Linked DNA regions of Mus musculus: regions 1 and 2 are each linked to region 3. A link is a contact called in public HiChIP or PLAC-seq data. All regions are on one chromosome and are shown on one strand. The core of a region is the stretch at or near the end of the contact, and the rest is flanking DNA. Distances in the headings are between cores, read along the strand shown.

What was found. HiChIP or PLAC-seq counts read pairs in DNA pulled down with a chosen protein or histone mark.
Region 1: a contact with region 3 is called in a FOXA1 HiChIP or PLAC-seq map of pancreatic cancer cells. The contact joins the promoter of Stard3nl here to the enhancer-like site in region 3. A contact is called at or near these places in 10 of 39 promoter capture datasets (the 3T3-L1 cell line, 3T3-L1-derived adipocytes, the HPC-7 cell line and 6 more), 3 of 115 datasets of contacts at active chromatin or transcription factors (bone marrow-derived macrophages, fibro-adipogenic progenitors and pancreatic cancer cells) and 1 of 9 other capture datasets (liver).
Region 2: an HNF4G HiChIP or PLAC-seq map of pancreatic cancer cells shows a contact between it and region 3. The contact joins two enhancer-like sites. A contact is called at or near these places in 24 of 39 promoter capture datasets (the 3T3-L1 cell line, 3T3-L1-derived adipocytes, the C10 cell line and 15 more), 5 of 484 Hi-C or Micro-C datasets (B cells, the P5424 cell line, Sertoli cells and 1 more), 2 of 115 datasets of contacts at active chromatin or transcription factors (pancreatic cancer cells and trophoblast stem cells) and 2 of 9 other capture datasets (adipose tissue and embryonic stem cells).

The regions. Positions count from the first base shown.
Region 1 is chr13:19,393,811-19,398,179 of GRCm38.p6, reverse strand. Stard3nl (STARD3 N-terminal like) reads left to right here and starts at 2,367. Exons shown (of 9, transcript NM_024270.3): 1 at 2,367-2,476. Gm40827 (a long non-coding RNA gene) reads right to left here and starts at 2,333. Exons shown (of 2, transcript XR_873152.2): 1 at 1-2,333.
Region 2 is chr13:19,362,878-19,367,367 of GRCm38.p6, reverse strand. All of the region lies in intron 7 of Stard3nl (STARD3 N-terminal like), which reads left to right. Among named protein-coding and RNA genes, the nearest start is that of Stard3nl, 31 kb to the left of the region's middle. Within about 2 kb of position 2,992, at least 39 of the 459 cell types and tissues checked have an H3K27ac peak or open chromatin away from gene starts, as enhancers often do. A contact at or near this core is called in pancreatic cancer cells, where this site is marked.
Region 3 is chr13:19,702,526-19,706,992 of GRCm38.p6, reverse strand. No RefSeq gene overlaps it. Among named protein-coding and RNA genes, the nearest start is that of Nme8, 7.0 kb to the right of the region's middle. Within about 2 kb of position 2,997, at least 10 of the 459 cell types and tissues checked have an H3K27ac peak or open chromatin away from gene starts, as enhancers often do. A contact at or near this core is called in pancreatic cancer cells, where this site is marked.

The sequences.
Region 1 (4,369 bases), core at 1,118-3,617, 310 kb after region 3:
ATATTTGAGATGAAGAACTCATATCAAGAATATAAGAAAGCCTTAAGGAAAAGGCTGATAACATAATTAAAGAGTTAGCAAAAACTAACTTTTTGAGAGATATTGACAAAAGACATACAAATAATCTTAGTTTATAAACTCATTTTTATGTAGAAAATGCAAGTCAAATCCATGTTATGATACTTATAAATATAGACATGTAAAAGATGAAAAGAAGTATGAAAGATTACAGCTGAAAATATTATCCATCCAAATATTGAGCATCCAGATTTTTTTCCTTGTTTGCGGATGTGGAAATTGATGAAACCAAAAATTTACTAGGAAATGTCTATTCCTGCTAAACATGTATTTATATCCTGAGGCACAGTGAGACATTTCTTATATATCAAGATCAAATGTATAGTTACAGGTACCAATGACAAGGTGCAAGAATATCCATAACAGCATCATTGTAATTACTCCAAACATCCAATTACCTAATGCTGAGCAACAGTAGAATGAACAACATTTGGAATTATAAACAAAACTGAGAATGGATAAATTACTATAACACTTTTACTATGTATTAGTATTACAAATATAGTGATATATTACTTATTTTCCTTATTGTTTAGATAAAATATAAGACAGAAAGCAAGTTCAGGAAAGATATATTGGGCTTATATTTAGGGTACTATCCAACATGGCAGAAAAGGCATGGTGGCCGAAGTGTGGGATACATCTACATATCTGGAAACACATCAACATGAACACAGCTATTCCACTCATTTCTCCATCTTACTTGTTCTGGGACCGCAGAATATGAATGAGGTGGCTTTAGAGTGGGTTTCCCACCTCAATTAACACAAGCTAGAAACTTACACAGACATGCCCAGACATCTGTCTTCTTGATGATTCTCGATCGTGTGAAGCTGATAATCAATACCAGCCATCACAGGTATCAAGAAAAAGGAGCCTTGGAGTAAGTATGTACTTTGTATGTATACAAAAGTCTGAAAGCAGGCAAAACTAATCACGGTGACAGTATTAGGATAGTGTGAGGTGTTTTAATTACTAAGTGGAAGGCGTCTGCATTACAGTAGTCACACAAGTTGCTTCACCTTGTCACCCAAATCATTGTATACAAGAACCCTGAACTTAGTTTGTATATATACACACACCCTAACCCTAACTTTTCTCATGCTCATCAATTTGAAAAAAACAACAACAACAACAAAAGCTTGCATATTATTTCTCTTCCAAAGGGTAGTAAATAGGATTATTTAAACTTTATGGGTGGAAATGAACACTGTAGCAACACTAGGGGCCCTTATCTGAAGACTCTACTACTAGGATTGAAGATGTATGCCTGAGATCTAGTCTGTTCTTTTGTTGTCATCTGCACCATAAGCAGTACTTGGACAGAAGTAGGAAAACACATTCACACATGTTTAAGGTAGCATTTCTCATACTAGCAATTAAAAAAAAAAATCCAAACAAACTGTATGTTTAAGGGCATAGAGATGGCAAGTTATATCATTGGCGCTGAAGACTTTTAGCATTTAAAAAGCAATGAGGCACATTTAAGGCTAGATGAAGAACTGAACTTGAGTGTTAACAAATATTTTCACATGTCAATGCAGGAAGGACCCATCACACAAAGACTGAGCCTTTGATTGGTTTATAAAAACAGTTCTCACCCAACTTGCACTGTTCAAAATTTTGCACGTATATAAATTCACATTTGTAATGTAAACATTATAAAAACGATTAAACTACTTTATAAGAGTATCTATTAAAAATACTATTCTTAATATTATTTTCCTCTAACAGGCTGAGAGTCTTCAGCACTCATAGTGCAATATATTTTATCTTCCTTTGTATTCTTGCATTTAAGGACGTAACTGTACCAGCTATTGGAAAAATCTAAAACATCACTTAGTGCCCAATGTCGTGTATAACAACTAAGTAAATACAGTTAGCCTTAACTATCAGTAAGACAAAGGCATTACTCCTACGTAAGACTGGGCTGATTGAGACTTACGGTCGAGTCCTAGAATAGACAAGTTCTTAGTGGACAGCTGAAACCAAGGGGCCAGGGCCTGAAATCCACTCTCAGAGTTACCCCTCACCGGCTGCAGCCTAAAACCTATCTAAGAGAAGCCTTCCGTAGAATTCTCAGGAAGGTAAAACCCACTAAAAGCCTGCTGTTAGAAGCTGGATACCTTAACAGGCTTTGGAGGCGCGGCTAGTCCTAGGCCCGCCCACTGCCTCCTTTATGAGCCATCTACTGGTCGTCCGAAAACTGACAGTTCTGTAAACCAACCCGCCGTCTCCTCTGCCACTATTCACTTTTCCAGCAAGCCGCAGCGTCTTTGCGTGACCAGCGCGTTGACGTCACGGACAGGGTCCCGCCCTGCAGCCCCGCCCCAGCCCCGCCGGCGGGGACCGCGGAGCCGTGTCTGCAGGCCGGCGGGCGGCTCGCGCCGCGGAGGAGGTAGGCTGTCTTTCCGCGCCCTGCTGGGCAGGTCGTGAAGCCAAATGCCTGAGGTTCCAGGGTTTGCCGGGCTCCCCAGACCTGGCCTTGGCCGTGGGGCCTGTGGGTGCAGCCGCGGAACGCGGCGGAGCGCGGGAGGGAAGCTGGCCCCGGGCCCACACCCACACTCACCGGGAGGCAGGTGGTCCAGCCTCGGCCCCGTGCCTTGCATCCGCATCAAGTCCAAGGTGACATGCGGGTGTAGGCCGGCAGGTACTGTCTGTTACTGGCCTTGTGCCTTCGTCAAGAAAAGCCCTGATGTAACAAAACAAAACGAAAATTAAAGCATGAGTCATGAATGTTCTAGCCATGGTTTCAGCTCTCCGCATTGCCCACTCATCCTGCCTTTAGTTTTTTTTTTTTTTTTTTTTTTAAATCTCAGTAGGGCTCTTTTTCTTCCTCTTTTGGTTGGAACATGGGTGGACACTGTGGAACTTTTCTTAGTGTTCTCTTAGTATGGCAGTTGTAAAGGCATTTGTCTCTGTTCACAGATGGAATCCATCACTTGACCCAGTACTAGTTTGGATAAGGTTAGTAAGGCTGATTGAATGAACACAGTAGCCGTCTGACCTCCCAGGGTACCGAGTTACTATAGCAAGTTCCGTCTGATGTTTTTGTTTAAGGTTCCTAACGGTAAATCCCATCTATGCTTCTTCTGTCCATCATCCACTTATAGAGCAAGATTTGATGACAAAGAGCAGTTTACAGTATTTTTGGCTGCATCTGTGCATAAGTAAAATGCTAGATAATCATGCCCATGAAGGGACAGTGTAGACTGTGCCCCCCCTACATAATATTCACACATATGTAATGTTTTGTATTGTAAGGAAGAATACATTTTTCTTTGAGATCTTCCTGTCTCAAACATGAACCTTTAAAGATTGCATTGTCAAAAGCATTAAAGAAATGGATTTAAAACTGCTCCAAGGACTTACCTTCTCAGGATAGTGATTATCATTTGGATTTAATTATTAGACAGTTTATATGATGCCACATGCTGTTTTAGGTGTTGAAAATTGAGTATTGAACGCTAGATAAGGTTTCTGTCCTCGAGTTCCTTTGATTTTAGTGAAGATAGAATATATGTGCAAATAACAATATGATTTTAGATAGGAATGAATGCTAGAAAATCTGGCAGTAAGGGACATTGGTGTGGCTGTGGTGTGGGATCTGGGAAAATGTCCCTGAAGAGGTGATGCTCTGGATGAGACCTGAATGTTTAGAGTGATTTAGTCAGGGGAGGAGCAGGAAGTGTCCAGTTACAAATGCAGAAGCTGGAAGAGCAGGCACAGTGGGAGGAGAGTCCAGCAGTGCTGTATCCTTAATGGTGGGCTAGTGAGGTGGCTGAGCTGACCTGGGTTGGGCAATGCTGAAGAAGGAACAGGCTTCCTTGTGGAAGTGCGGACTTCAGATACCTTCCGAGGCACTCCTAAACTCTCAGCCGCGTTCTGTTTGTTTTGATTATGAAATCATTAATTGTTTTATATTTTCTCTTTAGAGGTCCTCTTAAGAATGGCTTTCTTTTCCCTAGTACTGTATCCCATAGTAGTTTTTCTTTTAATTGCTGCTGTAGGCAAGACTCAAACCCTCTGCTTATCTTCAGTTCTAGCTTTTATCCCCTTTCTTCCAGCTGTCACTCATTTCCAGGACAGTGTTTACCTACTTTCCATTTGGAAAGCACTGGCAGGCAGTCCTGCTCTGTCCAAACAAGAGCTGAGAAGGTGTAACAGTAGGTAGGTGAGCCTTTCCTATTAGCACTTGCATTTCTAAGGATTACTGTGTCTTTATTTAGTTCCTGCAGTTTTCTGGGCGTGGCACATGCATTCTGTTCTTTCAGACATACTGCAAATACCA
Region 2 (4,490 bases), core at 1,743-4,242, 340 kb after region 3:
CAGTTGAGAGGGCAACATGGTGCAGCTTCTGTAGAAAACAGCTTGGTATTCCCAACAAAATTCAGTGTAGAATTATGATATCACTCAAGCCTTGGCTGTCTGGCTGTCTATCCAAGAGAAAAGAAAACAAACTTGAGACACAGTGAGCCCCTGAAATCCTAGCAGCATTGTGTACGGTAGCTATCAACAGGTGACAGAGTGTGACACATGCACCCAGGGGAACATATTAGAGCCTTAAAAAGGAGCTAGATCTTGACCCATGACCATCTGTGAACCTTGGACAGAATGCGGGAGATAAAAAAAGACCCATGTAAAAAGTAACCATTGCAGGACTTTGTGTGAGGTCAGATCCCAAGAGTCAGTAGAAGAGTGGGGGTGTGTAGATGTTAATGTTTTCACAATAATGTGGACCTTAGAGCCTCTGCATGGAACACTTCAAAGTGGTTAAATGTTATAGTGGGTGAGGAAGAAAAAGATGTCTAAAATACTTGATTTTATTTGCATTTATTTTCATACAGTATATCAAATATTTTAAGTTGTTTGGACTTTACAGGTACCAGGCAAGTAAGGGGGCACTGGGGCTCATTCACATCTTAAAACCACTCTGAGCTTTTTGTACCAAGAGAGAAACAAAGTCAGGCACAGAGCAGAAGTACACTAGCATCACACAGTAAGTGCTGGTTCTCGGGCACACTGCTGGCTCCAGTGTGAGAGTCTGCTCACAGCTGCTGCTTACAGCTTCCTGTGTCTGTGGAAGTACCAGAGTGGCCGGGTCAGCTCTCTGCCCAACACCTTCAGTGACATGGCCCAGGTCACCTCTGTTGGCCTTCCTCCCTCGCTGTCCCACCTCTTACCCTGTCTTCTTTTCCCTTCTTAGTCTCCAGAAAACCTGGGCTCCAAGGCCCTCAAGCCATTGTGCATTTTATTGCTTCTGTTCTGAACATTGTAGCTCTAGCTAAAGCTCCAAGAGCCTCCATCCAGTCTTCTCCACAGCCACCCTCCTGCTGTCTTGGTTAGGGTACTCCTAGACTTCTAGGTCCTGTTCTGCAGCCCTGTCATCCTGCCCCATATGTAGCAGTTATTTGGTCTGTTTCTACCTCTGGGATGTAAGGTGAATTAGAGGCTACATTGTAGTCCCAGCATTAGATAGAGGAAAGGGCTGTGAAGGTGCAGCCCTGTGCAGTGAGTGGTCTTGCACTGGAGGAACTTAAGGCTGCTTACATTGTGGATTGTTGATGTGGGGTCCAGAACAGCACGACATGGACAATCCCACGTACATGTTAGTGTCGGTCTGAAACCTATAAAAAGTACAGTTTGAAGTGAAGCGCTTTGCTACTTAACATCGTGTGACTATTTGATTCAGATATTTTATGTCATAGGGCTCGTTTCAAAAAATGGAACTTATAGTCTAATTCAAAATGTAACTGTTAGCTTATACAATTTCTCATTATCAATTTGTCTTCTTAACAAGGAGCTCAGCTCAGCAGGCTAATAACTGGTTCTTCTCTGTCAAGCTTCCCAGGACCCGCAAGGGCCTTTAGTCTGTGATGTCTGCCACCACCTAGTGGTCCTCTGGAGAACTACCACTGGGTTATGAAGCCAGAGAGAACAGAGACAATTCTGTAGGTAGCGTTCCTGTAGGCACTGCTTTATTTACACAAGATACGCATCAGTATTGGTAAACACAGGTGGATTCTCAAAGAGCTTGCTTTCCTGTGTTACATTTGTGTTACCTGAATGTTCAATTTGGAAAAAAATGAAACTATTACAGAAGGTAATGTGCTTAAAACTGGCAAGCCATTTTCTCACACAGACTCTCATAATGCTGAGAGGGAGGGAGCAATGCTGCCTGCCTGCAGAGACTGGTGCTGTCAGAAGACTGGGGGCTGCCTTGCTTGCCTTGTGACCCGGCACCCAAACTAATGCCTGACTCATGGTAGATTTCTGTCTGCGGGAACGGTGGGTTAAGTAGAGAAGGAGATTCTAGGACGTGAACCTAGAAATGTTATCTTCTTCTCATAGGAAGGAACAGCTCGGCATTTAGAATGGGAATACAGAAATCATCACAGCCCAGTGGAGGTGCGGCTGGAACTAGAGCCCGCTTTGTTCCCAAAGCTTCCAGTTGCAGAGAAGGAAGGCCTGGGCTACCCATGTGGCTGCAGTGACGATGCTGACTGAGCAGAAATGAACTAAGTGGCATGCTTAGGTGGGGCAGTTCTTTACCCCCACTGGGAGTCTGGTTTGAAATGCAGGCTAGTTTGGGACTGAAGATGTGTAGTATTGAGTGCAGCACTTGTCTGGCCTCGGTTTGATCCCGGGCCAGTGGACAGGTGGATGAATAGATGAGTACCTCAAACTGTATAATACTAACTTATTGTGGGCAAGTCAAAATAAAGGTGCTAAGATTCCAAGAGCTGTCATGCCCCTGCTTTGCCTCATTCCTTCATCCCTCAGAAGGGTTCTCAATTAGGTGGTCACCCTTTGTGTAGAGAATATTTAAAGCATTAAAAACCCATTCCCGGGGTTATTAATTAATGTATGTTTTAAGCTCTATGAAAGTATATAAATTTACATACTACAAATAAATACATCTATTGTGAATGATAGTTAAATGAACTAGTTTTACCCCATCAAGCTTTCCAGGGTGACAATTCATCTGTGATGTCTACCACCTAGTGGTCATTTGGGGAATTGCCACTGAGTTTTGGCTAGTTTTTTAGGTTGTCTTATAACAGTAAACTGTTCGCGCATGGTTGCACTTAGCCCCTGTGCCTGTACAGTCATGCTGAGGTCACTATTGCTGTGCTTCCTATCGTGATGCCGTGTCCCCTGGACATACACTAGTAACAGTCATGCCATGTGGTTTCTGCATTCAGCTGCTCTTTCTGCAGGCATCAGTGCCTGTTTTTGCACAGTGTGACGCTGCACCACTTGTCAGTCGCTGGCACTTTGGACTGCAATTTGGGCTGTTAATAAGTAATTGAGCCAGGAACAGCCACTTACGTGTTTGAACATTTATTAACTTTCATGAGTGGAAGCTGCTCATCGAAGCCCTCTCCTCCGCACATACTTCAGGCCGTGAATGTTGGCTTTATCCTTACAAGTCCTTGCTGTTGTACACGTCTGCTTTTGGTAGGCTAACAGAACTACAGAGGTGCTCGCTGTCTTTAACTTACAAGTCTCTACATGCTGACATCTCTTCCACATCCCCGCTCCACATCTCTTAGGTCTTTTCACTTTATATTTACTTCACATTTCAATTAAGTTCTGTAATAATTCCACACATTTTTTTTTTTTAAAGATTTATTTATTATATGTAAGTACACTGTAGCTGTCTTCAGACACTCCAGAAGAGGGAGTCAGATCTCATTACGGGTGGTTGTGAGCCACCATGTGGTTGCTGGGATTTGAACTCTGGACCTTCGGAAGAGCAGTCGGGTGCTCTTACCCACTGAGCCATCTCACCAGCCCCTCCACACATTTATATAACACAGTCTGATCACACTCCACCCCACCCCTCCCACTCTAGTGAACCCCTTCTCCTCTCTGCAGAGCCCCCTCATTCTCATGCCTTCTCGTTTGGTTTGTTATCTACTGGATTTAACCAGAGTCCTGTGAGCATAGGTGACACTGTTGACTGGAGCCTGGGGAACCCACCAATGACTGCACTACCCCTCCCCCAAGGCCCACCAGATTCAGTAACCCCCGCCCCCCGGGGAGAAGCAGGGCCCCCATGACCACTCAAACCTCATTCATGATTAGTTATTGATCTTCCCAGTCTTGTGTAGGCAGCTACAGCTTTTGCAAGTTTATTATTGACTATCCAGATCATGCCCATCAGATAGTGAGTGGTTGGCACCGTCTTCCCTGTCGCGGTCCTGCGTGGTCTCTGAGCCTTGGAGGAGATGCAGATACCCTCGTTAGGACTGAGCACAACACTCATACTCTCAGCACTCCAGCAGCTAGGAGATTCTGCAGTTACCTCAGTCAGTCTTCGAAGCCCACTTCAGGTGGTGCCTGCCTGTGGGCTTCTTGGGTGTTGTGTCTTAATGTCAATTAAGCGTAGCTTATGAGTCTAGTCTGATGATGATAGTTATTAGCAGTCATAGCTAAGATCTCTCAACCTTCACTCTGGGTCATAAAGAAATTTGCCTGTGGATTTTATCTAGAAGTTTCGATCAAAATTAGGGTATTTTTGGTTGGATGGTTTTGCATTTTTTAGGATTATGCTATATTTTAATTACTTTTCATATATAAAAGAAACACAAGACTACATGCACATTCTTTTGATGTCAGCTATCTCTGTCCATTTGTCTATGAAACAGTTATCAAAACAGTGACTCCCCCACTGACCCACTTGACATTTGCTGAGAGTGCCAAGCCAGTGGTTTCTCCGACTCCCTTTGGATTGCAGTTAGCATAATCTTTTCCTTCTTTGTAAAAACGTCACTTATTTTACTTATTTACTTATTTATTTATTTATTTTACTT
Region 3 (4,467 bases), core at 1,748-4,247:
CATTCCTCTGTTGAGGGGCATCTAGGTTCTTTCCAGCTTCTGGCTATTATAAATAAGGCTGCTATGAACATAGTGGAGCATGTGTCCTTCTTACCTGTTGGGGCATCTTCTGGATATATGCCCAGGAGAGGTATTGCTGGATCCTCCGGTAGTACTATGTCCAGTTTTCTGAGGAACCGCCAGACTGATTTCCAGAGTGGTTGTACAAGCCTGCACTCCCACCAACAATGGAGGAGTGTTCCTCTTTCTCCACATCCTCGCCAGCATCTGCTGTCACCTGAATTTTTGATCTTAGCCATTCTGACTGGTGTGAGGTGGAATCTCAGGGTTGTTTTGATTTGCATTTCCCTGATGATTAAGGATGTTGAACATTTTTTCAAGTGCTTCTCTGCCATTCGGTATTCCTCAGGTGAGAATTCTTTGTTCAGTTCTGAGCCCCATTTTTTAATGGGGTTATTTGATTTTCTGAAGTCCACCTTCTTGAGTTCTTTATATATGTTGGATATTAGTCCCCTATCTGATTTAGGATAGGTAAAGATCCTTTCCCAATCTGTTGGTGGTCTTTTTGTCTTAATTTATGAAATTCCTAGCCAAATGGATGGACCTGGAGGGCATCATCCTGAGTGAGGTAACACATTCACAAAGAAACTCACACAATATGTATTCACTGATAAGTGGATATTAGCCCCAAACCTAGGATACCCAAGATATAAGATATAATTTGCTAAACACATGAAACTCAAGGAGAATGAAGACTGAAGTGTGGACACTATGCCCCTCCTTAGATTTGGGAACAAAACACCCATGGAAGGAGTTACAGAGACGGAGTTTGGAGCTGAGATGAAAGGATGGACCATGTAGAGACTGCCATATCCAGGGATCCACCCCATAATCAGCATCCAAACGCTGACACCATTGCATACACTAGCAAGATTTTATTGAAAGGACGCAGATGTAGCTGTCTCTTGTGAGACTATGCCGGGGCCCAGCAAACACAGAAGTGGATGCTCACAGTCAGCTAATGGATGGATCATAGGGCTCCCAATGGAGGAGCTAGAGAAAGTAGCCAAGGAGCTAAAGGGATCTGCAACCCTATAGGTGGAACAACATTATGAGCTAACCAGTACCCCGGAGCTCTTGACTCTAGCTGCATATATATCAAAAGATGGCCTAGTCGGCCATCACTGGAAAGAGAGGCCCATTGGACTTGCAAACTTTATATGCCCCAGTACAGGGGAATACCAGGGCCAAAAAGGGGGAGTGGGTGGGCAGGGGAGTGGGGGTGGGTGGATATGGGGGACTTTTGGTATAGCATTGGAAATGTAAATGAGTTAAATACCTAATAAAAAATGGGAAAAAAAAATTGGAGGAAAAAAAAAATAAATAAATGGGATTATAGATTGGATACGATATAGCCTTTATAGACAGATTTTGTTTTTGTAGGTAGAATTTGTCTACCACAAGGATCTATCAAGGTGTCTTTTATAGAAAATTTTGCACAAATATAGTAGAAATAATTACAATGGATAAGGTAGATAGTAGAGAGACTGGGTTTTGCTTGTTACTGTTTTGCATCTTGCTGGAAGAAAGATTCTTCCTCTCATCTGAGGCTGTTCCTCCATCTATGCCCTCTCCTCTCTGGTCTCCTAGCTCAGCAACCTTGCCTTCAATGACTGCTAACTCAGCATTCAAATGGTCAAATTGATGCCATCTTATTAATATCTAGACAACCCCTCTACCACCTCCTCTCCTTGGTGATGGATTCTTCTCTCCCTCCCTCCATCACTCTTTAGACTCTAGAAAGCACTGTCCATTCTGGTTCTATTTCCTGCCTTTACATTCACTCCCTGGGCAGCTTTCTTGTGTGACTCAGCTGTGCACACATCAACACTGTAACCATTTTGTTCAGGCTGCATGGGTCTCCCCTTGCTTGCTGTACCTGACTACACTTAAGCCTGGAGCATTCCTGAAGTTTTCTTCCTTATCCTGTGTCTTTGTTTGACTGTGACATCATTCCTTTCTGCTCCTCTTGCTGGCTCTGATGATGTTTGTAGTCTTCTTTCATAATTTTCATGGACTCTATCCGTCACTAGATATTGGTGTTCCTGGTTACTTGCCTGAGTGCCCTCAGTCCTCCAATTTCACATTTCACTTCACTGTGCCTTTCCCTGTCCTCCCAGGCCATGCCAATTGCTTGCAAGTCTGCAGCTTCAGCCTGGATGTTTTCAGTTTTGTAAAGCTGCTTCCTTCTAATTCTCTGGGCACATAAACCAGCCTCCAAAGTTAAAGAAACAAAGTTAGGTGGCTGGAGAAAAGGTTCAGGTTAATAGCCCTGGCTGTTCTTCTATAGGACGACAATACCCAACATCCACATGGATGCCCACCAACATATGTCACTGCATTTTAATGATATTCAACACCTTCTGGCCTAGCTGGGCACTAAGACTGCATGTGGTGTACAGACATGCATGCAGATAAACACCCATACACATAAATATGATAAAAATTTAGATGCTATCATTAATCTTACTTATCTGAAACTTGAGACATTATCACCACTCTTGCATATTTATCGTAAGTAATGGTCTTTGTCCTATCATTTCTGGATAACAGAAAACATACTCATCTGAAGCTCCTCCAACACTACATGTGTGCAAAGCTTTGAAGAAGTTCAACATCTCTTGAGTATCTCTTGTCAGGAGATTGTCACACAGACTTGCCCCAATTGCGCACCTTGCTCCCAAGCCTTCGTCATCCTTGGTTCCAGCAAAACCATGTGATCGATATTCTAACTAAATTAAATATGATCACACCCAAGTCATGATAACAAATTTGTTTGCCCCCTTTAAACAAATCACAGACTCAGTATTGCAGAATATTTTTGGTATTAGTCCATCATGACTAATAATGAAAACAGGCCGTAGGTATGCTGTGGTTTCAATATATCCTTTCAAGCTCCATGTATTGGACTGAAACTCCACCCCCAGTGTGGCAGCATTGAAAGGTAATTAGTTCTGAGGGCTCCACCGTTGGTGAATAGACTCCTGTTGTTTCTCATTCGGCCCTTTCCCCTGCGGGCCTGTGGCCTTGTGATTGCAGGAGAGATCTCCTTTATCAACCACATGAGGTTACCACAACAATGTCCCTAACCCACTGCTAGCACCTTAATATTGGTCTAGCAAGATCTCAAACTCTAGAAAATAAGTGTGTGTGTGTGTGTGTGTGTGTGTGTGTGTGTGTGTGTGTGTGTGTGTGTGTTATTCTTCTCCAGCAGCTGAAGAGGGATTGAGTCAATTTAAAAACAATCTCAAACTTAGATTATTATTTTTCAACGCTAAACATTCAGGCTGATGAGATGTCTGGGTGAGTGAAGGTATTTGTCACTATGTCTGACTTGAGTTTGATCTTTGGAATAGTAGCACAGAGTGGCAGGAGAAACCCAAATCCTTCAGGTTGTCCTCTGACCAACTTCCCAGCTCATGAACCGCAGCACTGCTGTGCACGCACACGAGTGCTAGCAAACACAACAAATGAATATTTTAAAATTCATTATATTTAAAAAAAAGTTTTTTAATCCTCTTGAAAATTTTCTGAAAATGTTCTGATTTCCAGCCCCGGACTCCATGATTTCCTAGCTATAAAGCACCCTGATTAATTGGGTAGAGAAAGCAACTGAAATCTAGACTACAGAAAGAACACAGGACAATTTCCTGATGATACTAAATCAAATGTCTTCTGTGTTGTCACAGAGTAAACGCAGACACCCTTTCCTCCTTTCTTTTTAAGACCACATTCACTGGTGGAGAAGTATTTCTAGCAATGAAATAAGTCGCACAAAGATTAAGCCAATATTTTAAAAATAAGCAATCAATCACATTGTTTATCAAATTAATAATATTATACTTTGTAAACCCTGGATATAAGAAATAAAAACACATCTCTGTACAAAAATGAAATTATTAAAATTTTAAGAAAGCCACAAGAATTTTGAACTTGAAAATCAGAAAAGATGCAGTATTTAACTCATTTCATCCGATTACAACCTTACAACCTGGCCCAGTGATGCATTTATTTAATCTTTGCATGCGTAAGTAAACTTACTGTATTTCTCCCTGCCCTTCCCCCACCAAATGGAAGGTTTGGGCAATTCTGCAAGGGCCGTCTGTATGATTGTTTCAATGCTCCCAATGATCATTAGGTTTTAAAAGAATTCTAGATGCTTTATTCTGTTCTGTTGACCTGTGCCTACTCCTTTGTGCTCAGCTTTCCCCCCAATAATTTTATTAATTCTTTGAGCATTCTGTACAATGTATTCTGAAAACTTCTACCATCTAACTCCTTCACAGTTTCCACTATCTTCGCTTCTACCCTCCCATCCCTTTCCACCTGACTTGGAAATGACTTTTCTCCTCTTCCTCCTCCTCTCTTCCTCTTCCTCTTCTTCTTCTTCCTCCTCCTCTTCGTCTT